Linked DNA regions of Sus scrofa: region 2 is linked to region 1. Evidence: chromatin contacts called from public Hi-C data. All regions are on one chromosome and are shown on one strand. Each heading gives the region's core, a stretch centred on a gene start, on an enhancer-like site or on the middle of the called end of the contact. The rest is flanking DNA. Distances are from core to core; before and after follow the strand shown.

Region 1 (5,338 bases), core at 1,842-4,341:
TCCACATTGCCCAACGGAGTTGCTGGGAGGGAAAGCAAGAGGTGACAGTGAGGCTCCCTCCCTGATAACCATTCGTTCATTTTACTCACCCGAAAGCCACCTATCGAGCATGAGCTTAATTTTTTTCTAGTGTTTACATTGTTGGCTGTGCCTGCGGCATGCAGAAGTTCCAGGGCCAGGGAGTGAACCCGCACCATAGCTGCGACCTGAGCCACAGTGGTGACACCGGATCCTGAGCCTGCTGAGCCACCAGGGAACTCCTGAGCAGAAGCTTTAGAAGTAGCCAGATCTAGGCAGCAAATATTGAGTACCCACTGTGTACTGCTCTAGGCCCCGATCAAGACAGAGGAGGTCCTGCCCTTAATACACTTATATTCTGGTCAGAGTGACCTACAACAAGCCAAGAAATACATAATTTTAAGTCTTGTTAAACATTCTGTAGGAAATCAGTTCCAGGAATAAAGCAGGAGTTATTTCACGGAACACCATGCACATATATTTACATATATCACATATACTATTTCTCAGAACAGTTTCATAATGTTATTGCTATATCCTTATTAGAAATAAGGAAATAGGAATTCCTGTCGTGGCGCAGTGGTTAACGAATCCAACTAGGAACCACAAGGTTGAGGGTTCGATCCCTGGCCTCGCTCAGTGGGTTAAGGACCCGGCGTTGCGGTGAGCTGTGGTGTAGCTCACAGATACAACTTGAATCCCATGTTGCTGTGGCTCTGGCGTAGGCCGGTGGCAACAGCTCCGATTTGACCCCAAGCCTGGGAACCTCCATATGCCATGGGAGTGGCCCTAGAAAAGGCACAAAGACAAAAACAAATGAAAAATAAATAAATAAATAAGGAAATAGGAGTTCCTGTCGTGGCACAGCAGAAATGAATCTGACTAGGAACCATGAGGTTGTGGGTTCAATCCCTGGCCTTGCTCAGTGGGTTAAGGATGTAGCACTGCCATGAGCTGCAGTGTAGGTTGCAGACACGGCTCGGATCTGGCATTGCTGTGGCTGTGGTGTAGGCTGGCAGCTGTAGCTTTAATTAGATCCCCTAGCCTGGGAACCTCCATATGCCGCGGGTGCGGCCCTAAGAAGCACAAAAAATAAGAAAAGAAAGAAAGAAGGAAATAGAGAGTTACCGTGTGGCTCAGCAGTAATGAACTCGACTAGTATCCAGGAGGATGCACATTCGATCCCTGGCCCCACTCTGGGTTAAGGATCTGGCATTGCTGTGGCTGAGGTGTATGTAGGCTGGCAGCTGTAGCTCCGATTTGACCCCTAACCTGGGAACTTCCGAATGCCATGGGAGTAGCGCTTAAAAGAAAAAAAAAAATAGGAAATGGAGGATTTGAAAGGTGAGGTGAGATAAGTTGTGTGTGATGATACTCCTAGTAATGTCAGAACCATGGTTTCAGGTGGTAATCCTGCTTTGACTCCCCTGGTCACTTGTGCCATCCTCCTCCTCTGCCCTGGACTCAACTCTCGGGTAGCCTCTCCTCTTACCGATACAGGCCTTGTGAAGATCTTGGAGCAGGGCACAAGCTGTTGATGTCTGCTCCAGTGAGAAGCCCTGATGGCGGCAGAAGATGAGTATGTGGGAGAAGAGGTCCAGGGTGATGGCATCTCGCAGGTTCTGCTCAGGACAGCTGAGCCCCAACAACTCAGCCAGCACCCTTGGGAAGGAGAGAGGAAGGAATGAGTGGCAACTAGAGTCTCCCTTCATCTCCCTTCACCACCCTACACTAAGTCACAAGGTGCTTTGGAGCCAGGCATTCCTCATGCCTTCCCAGCCCACTGCCTCAGCCTTCTCCAAGAGCCAGTTCTTCCTGTCCCTACTCCCCGCCATACTCCCTCATCTCCTCCACGTTGGTTGTCTTCTCCAGCCTCTGCATGGAATGGATGTCGAGGTACTTCCTATCATAGGAAAAGAGGGGAAAAGGTGTTGGCCATTATGCATTAGTCTTAGGACAAGGCTATGATGGCTAGAGCGTAGGACTGGGAAGCAAGAGACCTGAGTTAAGAGGTTTGGCTCTTCCACTAACTCGCTGTGTAACTTTATAACAAAGTCACTGAGGCAGCGGGAGACCTGGCTTATAGTCATCTTGGGTAATTGTATCTCTGGGCCTCAGTCTCCTTGTCTGTAAAATGGGAATTCCGTCCTGTTTGACAGGCTCGTAAGGAAGCGCTAAAGGAATAATACAAGTGTGAAGGGTAACTTTCCCTCAAAGCTCTTCACACTCACCATATGCAGATCCGGGGCTGGGGTAGCGGCGGCTGCGGGAGAGAAAGCGGATTGGGAAAGGCAGAGCTGCGTTGTTAGTCCTGGCCCGTGGTTCTTTGCCCTTGGTGAATCTCTGGTGGTCTAACAACGCGATACCTTGCCTTCTCATCTTAAAAACTGTGTACTAGCAATACCGGCGGGCTGGGCTTCGGCGATCCCTAAGTACTATTCATGAGCGTATTGACAAGCAGTTCAAGCCTGCCTCTTCACCAAGGCAGCCCGGGAAACAAACGGCCCCCTGCCTGGGAGCCCTTTTATAAACATTCATGAGCAGACCACTCTGACCTGTCCTCACCGGGAACAAGTTGGCTGCAGGATCTTCATTCGCATCCACTGAGGCCACGGTCCCTGACTCGGTCCGCACTCCTGTTCCCATCCTCTTGGCCGATTCATCCAACGAGCTGAGGTCCTTCTCATGGTCTTTCTCATGTTCTCGCCGCAGTTCGGAGTGCTGGTCCAGCTCCGACCGCCTTTTCAGTCGCCGGAATTGGCTGGATTTCCGGCGGATCATCTGGTCGCTCCTCTGTGTCGCGGGTCCCCACCGTCTTTATCCTGCCTCGGTTCTGGGACAGCCGATCTCGGGCGGCGACTGCCAAGGCCTGGCCCTTATCGACGCTTCAGCCAATCTACGCTGCAGAGAGGCCGGGTACAGCCAATCGGCTGGGGGCGTCCCTCCGTCTCAACGGTGACGGTTGCTAAGGAGGATCCAGTAGGAAGGGAGAAAGTGTACCGTGCTCGCCAAACTGTGAGAAGAGAATGCGCATGCATAATAAGATGCAAACCCCGCCCCGGTGCCCTCTCTTCGAAGTTGTTAATCTGAGGCAGGCGGCGTTATTAGGACTGCGGAGTGGAAGTGTGTTGTCAGTTACCATGGCAACTGCCTACCGGCCAATCACTGAGAGAAAGAGGAGGTGTTCAGAAAGAAACCAAACGGACGCAAGAGGAGGAACAAAGCACAACCAATAGAAACAGGAACTGGAGAAGATTTCGCCACATCCGGCGCTGCCTCTGGCGCCTGCGCTCTGTGCTGGGGGGCGGGGGTGCCCAGTGACGTCCGGTGAAGTCCAAGATGGCGGCGCTAGGCTGATCCTGCTGCTGGTGAGGGGCCCGGGGCCGGCGGGGCGGGGTCCGGCAGCTGTGTGCGGGGGTAGGCTCGTGGCTGCGGACCTCCGTCCCCTTCCCCAGCTCTACTCTCTGTCTTCTGCAGGTGACGGAAGTGCCGAGTCCGCCTGCCTGACGTCCTCGAGAGACCGGGGGCCGCTCCTCGCCGCCGCGGCCATGTCTGGGCCCGGCAACAAACGCGCCGCCGGCGATGGGGGCTCGGGGCCCCCAGAGAAGAAGCTGAACCGCGAGGAGAAGACAACAACAACGCTTATAGAGCCCATTCGTCTTGGGGGCATCTCTTCCACGGTTCGTGGGCTCCTGCCCCAGCCCGCCCAACTTCCCAGAACCGTTTTCCCAGTTCCCCAAGTTTAACCAGATCCACTTTACAGAGCATTCTGTTGAAGGAAACCTAGGACATGACGTCTGCCTTCCCCTCGCAGATAGGCAAACAGGTTCCCAGAGAGCGTGTGACAGACATGTCAGACTTCAGGTAGAAAGAGGCAGGAGCAGAACGTGACGCTCCTTACAAACAAGACGCTTCCTCCGTGGGTGTCTGAGCTTTGTATGTCCTGTTAGCAGTCTGCTCCCCTCTCACATCCGTTCTATCTGCTTTCCTTTGTCTCTTTCTCTGATTGGTTTCTTGGGCCCTTCTTGACCCTCTCTCTCCTCGGCCCCTCTGTTTCCTTGGTAGGAGGAGATGGACCTGAAGGTTCTGCAGTTCAAGAACAAGAAACTAGCAGAGCGATTGGAACAGAGACAGGCTTGTGAAGATGAACTCCGAGAACGAATTGAGAAACTGGAGAAGAGGCAGGCTACAGATGATGCCACACTCCTCATTGTCAATCGCTACTGGGCCCAGGTGAATGCCCCTCTCCTTTACAAGACTGGGCTTTGATCCAGCTGCCAGTTCTCAGACTTCTCTGTTAGAAAGGGAGTATCATGCTAGGAAGCACCTGAGGGATTCCTAACATTTTTGGTGCTTTCTCCTTTCAGCTGGATGAAACTGTGGAAGCCCTTCTCCGACACCATGAGAGCCAGGGGGAGCTGTCTTCAGGGCCAGAGGCGCCTGGGACCCAGGAAGGGCCAACGCGTGATGAGACCCCTCTCACAGAGCCAGGAACATCGGAGCTGAGGGGTAGGGCCAGAACCCTAGGATCTAGGAAGCTTAATTAAGTTCTGGGAAAGGTCCTGGAGAGGAAAGGATCTTGATAATCAGGCTGCTGAATTCCCTGCCTATACAAACACACACACACACAATTGATTTTATATTTGGGCAGCAAATCACAGTGGATAAGAACAGAGACTTTGGAATCTGAATGACTTGGTTAAGAGTACAATTCAGGTTTTATTTATTTATTTTTTTTGTCTTTTTGTCTTTTTGTTGTTGTTGTTGCTATTTCTTGGGCCACTCCCGCGGCATATGGAGGTTCCCAGGCTAGGGGTTGAATCGGAGCTGTAGCCACCGGCCTACGCCAGAGCCACAGCAACGCGGGATCCGAGCCGCATCTGCAACCTCCACCACAGCTCACGGCAACGCCGGATCGTTAACCCACTGAGCAAGGGCAGGGACCGAACCCGCAACCTCATGGTTCCTAGTCGGATTCGTTAACCACTGCGCCACGACGGGAACTCCCAATTCAGGTTTTAAAAGTATTACATGTATTTGTATTATGACTGTGTACTTGGCACTGGTGTAGATTTGGAGGAGACAAAGATAGTTAAAAAAAAAAAAATTACTGGGAGTTCCCTGGTGGCTCAGTGGGTTAAGGATTGGCACTGTCACTGTGTGGATGAGTTCGAATCCTGGCCTGGGAACTTTTGCATGCCGTGGGTGTGGCTGGGAAAAAAAAAAAAAGGAAAAGAAACACTGTCTTAGCTATTAGGGTGAAAGTGACTGTAAACCACACACACACATAAAAGCAGAAGGGCTCCTGAATGGGAATTGG
Region 2 (5,338 bases), core at 1,252-3,751, 91 kb after region 1:
GGTCCGGCCGGCCATGCTGGCGGGGCTGGGGCCGAGGCCGAGCCCGCGGCTGGGCCGCCTCCCGTCCGGCGGGCTCAGGCTCGGCGCCAGGCCGGGGCGCCGCTCTCTCGGCCTGTCGCCCCTCCGGGAGTTGGCCGCGCCCTCCCTCGCTCCCCAACGCCTCCGCGAGTCCCCGCCCCGCTTCCTGCCGCCGCGCCCCGCCCCGGCCCGTCCCCGGAGCCGCCCGGCGGCGCGGGCGGCCAGAGCCCAGGCCTGGAAGCCGGCCGGCCCCGCCCCGACCGGGCCCGCCGCCTCCGCCTCGAGGCGCCCGGACGCGCAGCGCCCCCTGCCCGCGGCCGAGAGGGAGGTTGGGGCAGCTCGGCGACTGGACGCGCGCGGCGGGGCTGCGGCCGTGCGTTCAGACCACGTGGGCGCCAGGGGGCGCGAGAGGATCTGTGTCCCGGGTGCGACCGCTGCGCGTGGGTGGACCCTGGAACGGTGTGTGTGTTTGTGTGTGTGTGTTTGCGTGTGTGTGTGTCCCTTGCTCGGCTGCCTGGTTCTACGCTGCAACTATCTCTTCATCCATTCATTCTACAGGCTATTAACTGAGGGCCAGTTACGTGCCAGACACTGTAAATGTACTGAGTGCCTCTTCCACCCTCCAGAATGGCTCAGATGAGACCTTGCCAAGTGGAGGCGAAGTAGAGCAACTGGACCTCTCATATTTCTGGGGGAGTGTAAATTGATAGAGACACTTTGGAAAGCTGGCGCTTTTCTAGTGAAACCGAACGTACACCAACCCTGTGACCCAGCAGTTCCGCTCCTGGATGGTTAACACCCATCAGAAATGCGTGGGTAGGAGCCCCAAGGGACCTGTACTGGAATGTCCATAGCTCTGTTCCTAAGCGCCTCAGGCTAGAAACAACCCATCCACAGGGCCATGGAAAATAAATTGTAGCCTGTTCACACCATGGACGACAGGGCAAGGAGAGTGATGTCCTGCTACACACAACATGGGGACGTCTCGTGAAAGAGGTCAGAGAAGCAATACGCCCTGTGATCCCATTCAGAGAAAGTTCTGGACAAAACCAATAAATGGTGCGAAACACCGGGGAGAGTGGTCACCCTGGGGACTGGGAGGGGCTAAGAGGGGCCTCTGGGAACTGGTCAGATTCCGTTTCTTAATCTGGTGCTGGTTCCCACGGCATATTTACTCTTGGAAAATTCGCGGAGCTGTACATATAGGATGTGTGTACTTTACCCTGTGTCTATAGCACGTCAATGAAAAGCTTACTTAAAATACATGTGTCTTGGTTGATTTTGTTTGAGGCTGTGTTTGCCAGCAGGTATGACATTCTAAATTTGTGTTGCTGTGTGTGAATGTGTCAAGGGTGTGGCTCTCGGGTCTGTGTGTTTTGGTGTGACTATGTTCAGAGGTGGTTATGACATCATTTCTGGGCCAAATCGCTGGGGTAAAATCCCAGCTCTGCTTGTCCAGTGACCTCAAACAAGTCACTTATCACTATTTTCTCAGCTGTAACATGGGAATGAGTTAATATACATGTAACTCTTAGAACAGCATCTTGCGCATAGTAAATACCCAACAAGAGTCACTGTTAATATGCGCGTGATGGTGCCACATGCTGTGCCCTCTGCCAGTTGTTCCCTTTCTTCCTTTATTCTGGCAGTTGTCTGCTCATGGTGAAATACTTAAAGACACAGGGGCCTCCTTCCCAGTTCACATTACCTGCTTTTGTCTGTGGTCTCACTATCAGATTGAGCTCCTCAGGGGGCCAGAGACTAAGAATGGATCCCCTCTGGGGCCCAGAGCCCAGGACAGAGGGGGTACTTGGGAACCATTTGTGGGAATAAGTAAGTGTGTACGGACCGGTCAGCGTTTGTCCTCATCGGGTTTGTGGGTAGATGTGTGGGTGTGACTCCCTGGACCTATCTCTGAAGCTTGTTCCAGCGCAAGAAGCCTTCAGTAGATGCGGGTGTGTCGGAAGGGTTCTCTTACTGGTAAGACGAGGTGGTGGTCCCCTCCTAGTAGCTGTGACTATGAGAGCAAGGGCAGAAGGCATCTGCAATAGGCCAGGAGGTGTTTATGCCAGCAGGTGTGGCCCAAGCCTGAGGGCCCCCATCTCGGCCTCTCAAGCACCTGGCTCTCCCCTTCCCTTCCCCGCCAAGAGGGAGGGCCAGCACATTCCAGGCCTGCCAGCTGCGCCCTCTCCTATCCCCCCAGTTTTCTCGGAAAAAACAGCCCAGAGGCCAAGACTAACCCCAGGTCGGAGCCTGAGCCTTCTCCTCTCATTGGGACCCAGGCTGCCTCCCAGGCCCTGGCACCCAAGCCTGAGTCCAACCTGCAGACATCCTGCTGCCCTCCTCAGGCCCCCTCCCCGACGAGGCTGCGCAAGCAAGGACCTGAGCTCAGGGCCAAGGAATCCTGCCTGGGGCGGCGGGGGGCGGGGTGGTGAGGGGGGGGTAGATTGTTGGGGTCTGAGCCGTGATTGGCTACGCCCCGGCCACGCCCCTACCCTTTTCCCCCTTCTCCCCCCTCGGAAGGGGGGCGTGGAGGCTACCAGGATCAGCCAGGGGACAGCATGAACCGGAGGGAGGGAAGTCTGGGTAAGGGACTGAAGGGTCAGATGCCGAGTGCCTGAGGGGAGCAGGGGTCAGAAGGGCTGGAAGCTGGAGTCTGGGTCCCCGCCACCCCTAGGTACGGGAAGGGAGCGGCCTGAGTGGGGGAGAGCAGGGCCCCGGTGTCAGGTAACGAGCGGGTGAGTTGTGGGTGAGCTGGGGGCAGGGGCAAACGCCAGAGTTTAGAGGAGGCCTGGGGCTGTGCCTTCAGGGATTTGGACTCAGGAGGTAGATCCTGGGTTCGAGTACACCTTGGGGGAGGACTGGGGTCGTGGCTGGGACAGGACATCGGATCCTCTCAGAGTATCGGGAAAGAATCACAGCTGGGAGCCAGAGGGACGTGTAAAGTTAGAGGAAGAAGCCTTTGGCCACAGGGGCTGGTGAGTGACAACAGGAAGCGAAAGTCGAGGCTGTTAAGGATAGGGACCCGCGGGGCAAACTCTGGCGGGGCGGGGGCGGGGGCGGGAGTTGCCGGGCCAAGACTACATTCCCCAGCATGCCCTGGACACGCGCGATGGGCATCTAGGGAAATGTAGTCCTCCCGGGGCGCCACCCTCTAGCTTGTGCTAGTGAAGGTAGATTGCTGCCGATTCATTGATGCTGCGCAATGCCCAGCGTCTTGCATAGACGGGCCATCAGGAAAGGAGTGGGATTTCAGTCTCCCAACTTGTAAAATGGGCTTAACGGCTCATTTCAATTTAAAGATCTGTGCATCAATGATGCTGAATTCCACAAACAATCTCTGAGAGAGAGATGTATGAGCCCAACCCTCAAAGGATTCCCAGGCTGAGGCAGATTCTCACAGGGGAAAAAAAAAAAAAAAAAAAAGAGCCATTAAAAAAAACCACCTTGGGGAAGTTCTCTTATGCCGCAACTGTGGCAAAGGTAGCAACTGCCCTGCGGGTTTGATCCCTGGCTGGAAACTTTCACATGCCCTGGGGGCTGCCAAAAAAAAAAAAAAAAAAAAAAAAAAACCAAAAACCAAAAACCACCCACCACTTTGGAAGTATGAACAAATGGCCTTAAGTAGAAAGAAGAAGTTAATTTAAAGGAGGGGTAAATCTACACTGGGGAGGCAGTATTTGAATTTGGCTTTAATAGGATTTCAACAATGATCTAGGCACAGGGAATACATTTCAGGTAGAACAACCACTTGGCAAATGTCTGGTGCTTCATTTTCCCTCAGTTGGAAGGGGACAGAGCCTGCCTGGCTTAAAAGTTGGAGGATTCAGAGTGGAGCTTCTGGGAGTTCCTATTGTGGTGCAGTGGAAATGGAATCTGACTAGTAACCATGAGGTTGTGGGTTCAATCCCCAGCCTCACTCAGTGGGTTAAGGATTTGGTGTTACCCCGAGCTGTGGTGTAGGTCGCCGACATGACTTGGATCCTATGTTGCTGTGGCTGTGGTGTAGCCTAGCAGCTGTAGTTCTGATTCGACCCCTAGCCTGGGAAACTCCATATGCCACAGGTTTGGCCCTAAAAAGCAAAACAACAACAACAACAGCAACCAAAAAAAAAAAAAAAAACCCAAACCAGAGTGGAGTTTCTGGATTCAGGAAGGAAGAGCCAACCTGGAAGAGGTGGTCAAGAAGCAGGGGGGTTGTGTACCCTCATTCCTCCCCCTTTTCCCACCAGAAGACCCCCAGGCTGATTCCTCCATTTCACCCCTTCCCCACTTGGAGGCCAAGATCCAACAGACACACAGCCTTGCCCGCCTCCTCACCAAATATGCTGAGCAGCTGCTCCAGGAATATGTGAGTGGGGATGAGGGTGCGGGTACCAGGGGGCCTGGGGTCTGGGGAAGTACACATCACGGGGTCCTTGAACGACCCATTTTGTTGACCTCCCTTCACGGCTGCAGAAATTGCGGTTCCCACGAGGGGGCTAGTAATTGACCCCTGGCTACAGAGCAAATTGGAGGAGGACCCTCTCTCTGCCCCAAATGCCTCTCCATTAGCCTCAGTGCAGAGGCAGCCTCCTTGGTGCTTTAGACAGAGCAACCTGGCAGTTCCTCTTGCGGTTCAGTGGGTTAAGAACCTGATTTGATTCCTGGCCTCACTCAGTGGGTTAAGGATCTGGCATTGCCACAAGCTGCAGCATACATGTGGTTGGGATCCTGTGTTGCTGTGGGGCTGTGGTGTAGGCCTGCAGCTTCAGCTCCAATTCAACCCCTAGCTTGGGAACTTCTATATGCCACAAGTGTGGCCCTCAAAAGAAAAAACAAAACAGAGCAACCTGAGAGCATGATAAGAACTCTGGTCTGGAAGTCAGGAAACCTGGGTTCTAGGCTCTGTATGATCTTGTCATCTCACCTCCACGAGTCTGGGTCTCCCCAGGTGTAAAAGGAGGCAGTTGCATAGGATGAGCTGTGAACTCTTCTACTTGCATTATGCAAAGAGGCCAAGAAGGGGTTTCAATCTAGGGCTAAAAATGCCATAGCAAGAGGGCATTTTTACAGGGGAGGGGGATCTGCCAACATGATCCAAAAAAGAAAGTAGTTCCCCAAATTACTCTGGTGTCGTGGAGGGAGGATCCAGTTTGGAATCAGACAGACTGTAGGTCTGCCAACTTGTTGTGACCTTGGGCAGTAATGATAACATTCAACATAATAATTTAACAGTGATGACAGCAATAGCAGGGTAAGAGAAGTAACTTTGTAGCCTACCAACTTTGGTTCAGAGTCCAGCTTCCGCCCCTTCCTAGGTGGATGACCTAGGGCAAGT

What was found. A called contact is a pair of places that touch in the nucleus more often than the background predicts.
Region 2: a Hi-C map of liver shows a contact between it and region 1, with 7 times the contacts expected there. The contact joins the promoter of LOC100736818 here to the promoter of CCDC189 in region 1. A contact is called at or near these places in 4 of 5 promoter capture datasets (fetal liver, fetal skeletal muscle and liver), 4 of 47 Hi-C or Micro-C datasets (heart right ventricle, liver and skeletal muscle) and 2 of 2 datasets of contacts at active chromatin or transcription factors (alveolar macrophages and skeletal muscle).

Annotation. Positions count from the first base shown.
Region 1 is chr3:17,633,907-17,639,244 of Sscrofa11.1, reverse strand. It overlaps CCDC189 (coiled-coil domain-containing protein 189), which reads right to left and starts at 3,091. Exons shown (of 8, transcript XM_013992414.2): 1 at 2,584-3,091; 2 at 2,250-2,281; 3 at 1,856-1,921; 4 at 1,511-1,680; 5 at 1-22. The coding sequence starts at 2,799. It overlaps RNF40 (E3 ubiquitin-protein ligase BRE1B), which reads left to right and starts at 3,255. Exons shown (of 20, transcript XM_021086412.1): 1 at 3,255-3,386; 2 at 3,496-3,698; 3 at 4,084-4,251; 4 at 4,386-4,527. The coding sequence starts at 3,567.
Region 2 is chr3:17,542,413-17,547,750 of Sscrofa11.1, reverse strand. It overlaps LOC100736818 (cardiotrophin-1), which reads left to right and starts at 2,501. Exons shown (of 3, transcript XM_021086414.1): 1 at 2,501-2,604; 2 at 4,254-4,369. The coding sequence starts at 2,580. BCL7C (B-cell CLL/lymphoma 7 protein family member C) reads right to left here and starts at 205. Exons shown (of 6, transcript XM_013995586.2): 1 at 1-205. The coding sequence starts at 15.